2 separate regions of the Oryza sativa genome follow, and region 1 is linked to region 2. Evidence: chromatin contacts called from public HiCAR-type data. All regions are on one chromosome and are shown on one strand. Each heading gives the region's core, a stretch centred on a gene start, on an enhancer-like site or on the middle of the called end of the contact. The rest is flanking DNA. Distances are from core to core; before and after follow the strand shown.

The links. HiCAR-type assays count read pairs that join an accessible place to other places.
Region 1: a contact with region 2 is called in a HiCAR-type map of leaf, with 3 times the contacts expected there. The contact joins the promoter of LOC4338002 here to the promoter of LOC4337996 in region 2. A contact is called at or near these places in 8 of 15 Hi-C or Micro-C datasets (leaf, panicle, seedling and 1 more) and 1 of 4 datasets of contacts at active chromatin or transcription factors (leaf).

The regions. Positions count from the first base shown.
Region 1 is chr5:5,256,142-5,259,630 of ASM3414082v1, forward strand. LOC4338002 reads left to right here and starts at 1,673. Exons shown (of 22, transcript XM_015784924.3): 1 at 1,673-2,731. The coding sequence starts at 1,884.
Region 2 is chr5:4,999,450-5,003,096 of ASM3414082v1, forward strand. It overlaps LOC4337996 (glutamine--tRNA ligase), which reads right to left and starts at 1,330. Exons shown (of 22, transcript XM_015784471.3): 1 at 1,157-1,330; 2 at 1,032-1,079; 3 at 850-921; 4 at 658-757; 5 at 299-394; 6 at 121-182; 7 at 1-10. The coding sequence starts at 1,300. It overlaps LOC4337997, which reads right to left. Exons shown (of 3, transcript XM_015782159.3): 3 at 3,087-3,647. The coding sequence ends at 3,441.

The DNA of each region.
Region 1 (3,489 bases), core at 423-2,922, 260 kb after region 2:
ATAAATATTATGATTTACCGTGCTCGTTTGTTGAGTTTTAGCATGTAATAAATTATAGATGTACTTACTATGCTTTTGTTGTTGAGTTTTAAATGCTTAGTGCGTTGATGTGTCGTATTTGCATATTAAGTTTTGGAAGTATTAATAATTTCTATATTTGAATGGTTAAGTTTTACTACTCCGTCTAAAAAAAGATCAATCTGTGTCCAGATTCGTTGTTAGGATTGGGTTTTTTTAGACGGAGGGGTAGGTGTTTAGTGGCTTGTACAGATATTCGTACTTTTCACTACTTATAAATTTTCAGGAATATTTTGGTAATGAATCAATAAGCATCGTGCTTATACCCCGTTCATTCCACCATTGATGTTACTCTCTCTTTTTAATCTACTCCAAACAATTTCTGCACAAGAGTGGTTGTCAGCTGTATTTGACCCAAGGGATGTAAGCAATAGAAGATTGTTACACTGTACTAGTAAGTAAAAAGTAAGCTTATGCACTACAAGACCACGCTGGGGTATGAAATGTAATCCGAAAAATAATGATTGTCCATGGGAGTTTAATGGGCTCAAAGTTCAAAATGTGACCACTAAACCAGCCCAAAAAGAGAGCATCGATCTGTTACTCATCAGATAAAGTCTAATTCGAGTTCCTCAAATTTATGTTGGATCTGCTTCGCGTTCCTCGACAGAAAACTAGCTATAACGAGTTCTCCTACCGTTCGGACCGATGCAAAATGACTCTTCAATGGTTTGTAAGACGATTTTGACTAATGTGACTCTTATTGGCACCTTGATATTACAACCAGTGAAAATCAAATAAAATATGCATTGGGCCCCACTGGTAAGAGACATTCATGCTCTTTGTGGGGCTGCCATGGAGCACAAAGCGTCCGTTGAGCGTCAAACTCCCGTCGCTGCACGATGGCAGTGAAGGAAGAAGAGATTGGTAAGGACCAGCACAGATAATGAGTGAGTTTGAGCCATTACCAAGTAACACAACCTTATCTTTCTTCGCCTTGAGACTACGAATAGATAAATAGTGATGATATTTATCTGAATAGGCATATTTGCAATGGCAAAGATCAAATTAACTTTTTTTTCAAAGATTAGAATAATTTGTGGAAGCAAAGAGGTGCCCGGGTTTTTTAAAAAAGGATGATACCTACAAACGATTCAACTTACAAGTAACTTAGTGATATGTGAAAACGAGAAATAGACAAATAGATACTTCCTCCATTTCATAATATAAGTCATTCTAGCATTTCTCATATTCATATTGATATTAATGAATCTAAATGTATTTCCTACATTTATATTGATGTTAATGAATCTAATATAAATGTGAGAAATGCTAGAATGACTTACATTATGAAACGGAGGGAGTACTTTGATACTTTAGTGAAAGAGAAACAAACATTTCAAATAACTGTAAGATCTTTCCAAAAGTACCAGCAAACTGACCTCTTGCTAATCTGCTACTATAAGCTGTCGTCACTTGGCACATTGCACTTTAAAAGATCATACAAAGCTATTCACTATTAGCTGCAATCAAGTGATAGAGAGAGATGGATGGTATACCCTCCTCTATGAATCAACCAAAAGCGCCACTGCCCATCCGGCCCCACCAAACCCCAGCATAGTAGTCAGTCCCCACCAACCCCTCCCCGAATCTCAAGGCAAATCGGACGGCCTATCTCCCACCGCACCACCGCCCCGCTTCGATTCCCATTAGCGACGGAAGCGGAAACCGAGCAACCACCACCAAACCCCAACCCCCCCTCGCCGTCTCCGGCGATCTCCGCCGCCGCCGCCGCCAATCCGAAACCTCGTCGAGTACCCCCCACCTACCCTCCGGGCGCTGGGTCCTCTGATGCTTCCCACCCCATGGCCACCCACATTCCCCTCGCCCGCCTCCGCCTCCGCCTCCGCCTCCCCCACCTCGCCCTCGCCCTCCTCGCCGTCGCATCGGGGAACCCTAGCCTCGGGGGTTTCGATCGGGGGGACGCGGAGGCGGAGGCGTACTCGATCCTGACCTTCCACGACTACACCCCGCCGCCGCCCCCCTCGCTGCCGCCGCCGCCGCCCGCCCCGTCGGCGACCTGCGCCGGGGACCTCCGCGGCGTGGGCGACCTCGACACCCGCTGCGTGGTCCCTGCCTCCGTGAGGCTCCGTGGCCCCGGCGTCTACATCAGCGGGAATGGGACGCTGGTGCTCGTCGACGGCGTCGCCCTCACCTGCGAGAGGCCTGGGTGCGTCGTCTCCGCCAATTTGTCCGGCGGCATCTTCTTCGGCCGTGAGGCCCGTGTCGTGGCCGGGTGGGTTTCTCTTTCAGCTACCAACATCACGCTCTCCAGTGATGCTGTAATCGACACCACCGCGCTCGCTGGCGACCCGCCTGATAAGACCAGCGGCGTGCCTACTGGGTCGTATGGTGATGGCGGTGGCCATGGCGGCCGTGGTGCTAGCTGCTACGTCAAGGAGGGGCAGGCGCAGGAGGATTCGTGGGGCGGCGATATGTACGCTTGGGCTGAACTCAAGACCCCCAATAGCTACGGGAGCAAAGGCGGTTCTACCAGCGTCGAGAAGGACTATGGTGGTGGTGGTGGGGGTGTAGTGTGGTTGTTCGCCAAGGATATTATGATGAATGGAACAATTCTTGCTAATGGAGGAGATGGTGGCACCAAAGGTGGGGGTGGCTCTGGGGGAAGCATCTATCTCAAGGCTAAAACCATGTGAGTATTTGTAATTTATATTGAAAATATGATATTAACTTTGTTGGCTAATTCGAAATCGTATAAGCAATTCATATGGTTATGACTGTTAAAGTTCAAAATTCAGGCCTCTTGGCTCTTTTTCACACTTTCACACAAAGGCAACACGAATTTATTTTTTGAAGTTTGGATAAATCATTGCTCTGCCTGTTGCCCACAATTCATATATACTTATATTTTTGTTATTTTTAATTTTACCATATTTAAAAAGTTATATATCCAATATCATATTCTGTAATAGATCATGATTCCTGTATAGGATGCACTCAACATGCACTAGCTTGTCCAATAGATGTATTAGAAATTTTACACTGGAATGGATGTAAAGCCAATAAAATTTCTTCTGTGTTGAGAATGGTACAAATTTCACATTCCAGTGCATTGGATTGAAACAGTACTTCCCAATTGAAATAAATCAGGAGGAACTATATCTGGTACTGGTATTTTAGGACCTAATAAGGATTTGAGAGAGATTGTGTATCCTTTTTTTATTTATATATGCCTAAAACTGACAGTTGCAGTGATGGGGACCAGATAAGTTTTAATTTACAATTATGTTAAGTGCTAAATCATATGATAGGATTTGTAGCCCTCGAAGATTGTATGTTGATATCTACGTATTTGGGTTACAAACACATTCTTCAGAAAGACATATTGCCAGGCAACTAATAAACAAAGGATTTTGGACTAAATGCTACTTAAACTTACTCCAGATCAGT
Region 2 (3,647 bases), core at 80-2,579:
CAATTTCCTCCTGTAGATTAACAGAAGTAATTAGTACAAGCCATATCACAAAGTTACTAGTAATAAATAGTAGCAATTAAACAAAAAACTCCATAATTTCAGCCATGAAATGTATTAAACCTTTATGAACTTAGCATCGCCCCAGGGGTGCCACTTCCTAACCTGTCCGCACAAGCTGCCAACTGGAAAACAAGAAAGTCAGGAGCAAATGATGCCCAGCTTTCCCGACATCACAAATCGAAAGATAAAACAAAACCATCAATAACAAAGTAAAATGAAAATGAAGCAGAAAACAAACCATTTATATGATATCGCTGTTCAACTATGGCTTCCATGTTTTCCTTCAGGATATCAGTGACCATTGACTGAATCTCTTCAGTTGAAACAACCACCCCTGCAGGGGAAAAAAACGCAGGCCCTTAAACAACAGTGAGCTGAAAATGGGCATTTGAAGGACTATTGATTTATCAGCCAACTATAGTATGTGCAAAATAAATTGTGGTTGACTCTTATCAACATAAGAGTTGTTTTAGCCCTGCAAGGTATGAATTCATCAACTTTTCAAAAGCTTGTGGCACTACAGCTTTCAAGCTTTAGTACTGTAGAAGATGAGAAATCATATAAATATAAATGTAATTTCAACCAGACAGAACGTACCCACTCCACATGTCTCTTCAAACTTTGCTGTGTCCAATGGATCAGGACCCAAAGTAGAAAGAAACGACAGAGCAGCATCTAATTGCGCGGGGGTCTTGATCTGGAAACCACAATTTGTCAAGTTCACAACACTTACGAACTCAGCCACACAGCAGCAGTGTTTACAACACAATCACACACAACAGAACTCACCTTTGACGACACAATGTATTGGATGACAACGGGACGATGCACCAGGGCATTCGCCGGATACTTCGTCGCGACCTACTCCAATGCGCAACCAATTAACACACAAACTAACTATCACCAATTCACAGATTTTAATTAGATCAATACTACTATCATATAATAACTCAGCAGCGACGGATGCTCACAGTGTAGAGAAGATTCCCCACAGATTTGTCACACCCACTAACACCAGCCTGCAGGCATAAGCATGGGTTAGCTAGTCCCCCAAACGCAAGGCGGCGAGACCGAAGCGGGAGGGCGGCGCGGTTACCTCGGCGATGACGGCGGTGAGGTTGGCGGTGACCTTGCGGTTGGCGAGGGCGTTCTCCGCCGTGCGCTGGTCAAGCCCGATCGCCAGGAACGACGCCAGCTCCGGCGGCGACGCCGCCGCCGCCGCCGCTTCTCCGGTCGCCATCTCCGACGGATCCCGCGGCTCAACTCCGGCGAGGAGACGAAGCGGAGGCGGCGTGAGAGAAGAGGAGGCGGGGGTGGGGCCCACTGTCAGTGTCACAGAGCGCTCAAACCCTAGCCGTGTGTAGTAGTGAGTACTACTACCGCAGGTCACTGGAGAAAAGGGGATACGAAACGCACTCCGTCCAGTGGAAAAAGAACTGGATATAATCCGGTTCGCAGTTTTGGCCGTCAGATTGGTTCACGGACGGTGGCAGATCAATCTTGGGCGCACATTGGTCGCTAGTACTACCTTTCCATGTATCGTGGGGAGATTGGGCCACTTGGCCCATTAGGAGAAGCAAGTTAGGCCCATTAATTTTCGAGTTTAGGCCCATCAGGGTAATCCCGCGCCCGCTACGATAATGACTGGTGTTCGTTTTGTTCTCAACTTAGCTGTGTTCGTTAGCTAGGGTTGGGAACCATCTCCTCTGCACGGAAAACAGAGCGGTCTATTAGCGCGTGATTAATTAAGTACTACCTCCATATTTTAATGTATGATGCCGTTGACTTTTTGTCTAACATTTGACCATTCATCTTATTCAAAAAATTTATATAACTATCATTTATTTTATTGTGACTTAATTCATCATCAAATGTTATTTAAGCATGAAATAATATTTTCGTATTTATACAAAAACTTTGAATAAAACAAATGGTCAAATGTTAGTAAAAAAATTCAACGACGTCATACATTAAAATACGGAGGGAGTATTAGCTAATTTTTTTCAAAAATGGATTTTTATTTTTTAAAGCAACTTTTGTATAGGAAGTTTTTGCAAAAAACTTACCGTTTATGAGTTTGAAAAGCGTGCGCACGGAAAACAAGGGAGAGAGGTTGGGAACAGCCTGAAACGAATGCAGCCTTATTTATGTTCCGTTTATCTAATTTATTATCTTATGGTATATGTATGTTTCGTACATGTATAAAGAAAGGTACCTAAATATTCCCTCCGTCTCAAACTATAAACATTTATAGACTTCGACACAGTTTCCGAGATGCTAATTTGACCAACAGTATCTAAAATAGTAAAACATTTTAAATAAAAAGGAGTTGCATATTATGATAGTTTGTTGAATGATAAATCTATTAACATAAATTTTACATGATTGATGTTTTAAATTTTTTTTTGTTACTAATGTTCAAAATTAAAAGATATTTGACTTGGTACTATTCTAAAATGCGCATATTTTGGAACGAAGGGAGTACTGTATAAAACATCATTTGACTATGCATAGAAAGGGATGGTCACTGCACTGCGACGCTAGATTGCCGACAAATCTATCAACAAAAGCGAGGAATCTTTTGACAAGATATTTGTCGGCAAAAGGTTTTCGGTGCACTATTTTATATTTAAGAGGATATAAGTGGATCGGCACGTGAATCTACTTATAAGCTAATTAAATTGGTTTATCCTTAAGTTACCCATTTATTTGGTCTACTGGTAACATACTCGTACATTATAACTGGACCGTATCATCAGGGTTAGACTAGGATGGTGGTTGAGGAACATTGGACCCGGTGATTACGTAAGCGGAGTGACACAGTGGGGGAGGGTGCAAAGAGGATGACTTCGTTTTTATAGTAGAGATAAGTAGGTTGACAGGTCGACCCACTTGCACAGTTAATTCATAAAGCAATACTGCAAGTATATAGCGGCAATCAGCATAGGTTAGAGCTGTCTTGCTCAAGGAAGGACAGCATACAGTTAGATTGACACACGAAAGTTAAACAAAAGGACACATTCAGATGAAGGAAAAAAAAAGAAGGTATAGGTATCTCGAATCTGAACAAAGACATGGCACACATAACATCCAATCATTTTCAGCATCATGGGACATCAGATGTAGACTTGCAGTGTAAGCTCTGGACAGCTTACCAACTTACGATGTTAATACCTTTGTCCACAAATTACAAGACGACATTACTGAACTGTCAGCTATGGGTCAAGATAAGATGAGTTTCACATTGCCTACTATATTTACCAATTATATTTGAGCAGCTGAACCAAGGCTCTATAAACAGTAATCCATCAGCAGAGACTATGGGTTGCTATTGATGGGGTAAAAGTAAGAACCATTAGCCAGATTTCTGCGCTATCAGACTATAAGGATCCAGGCTCACCTCCAGATAAGAACTTATGGGCCCAAGCTTCAAGGTACTCCCTACCCATGTTCATGAAAAAGCTTCGATGCACTTCAAACTCTGGTTTACAAAGGCAAATTCCAACTGAGAGTCTATCAGCAGGTGTCAGTGGGATTTCTTTCAGCATGTTCCATAGAGGAGCATTTGGGTCCGATGATGTCGGTGC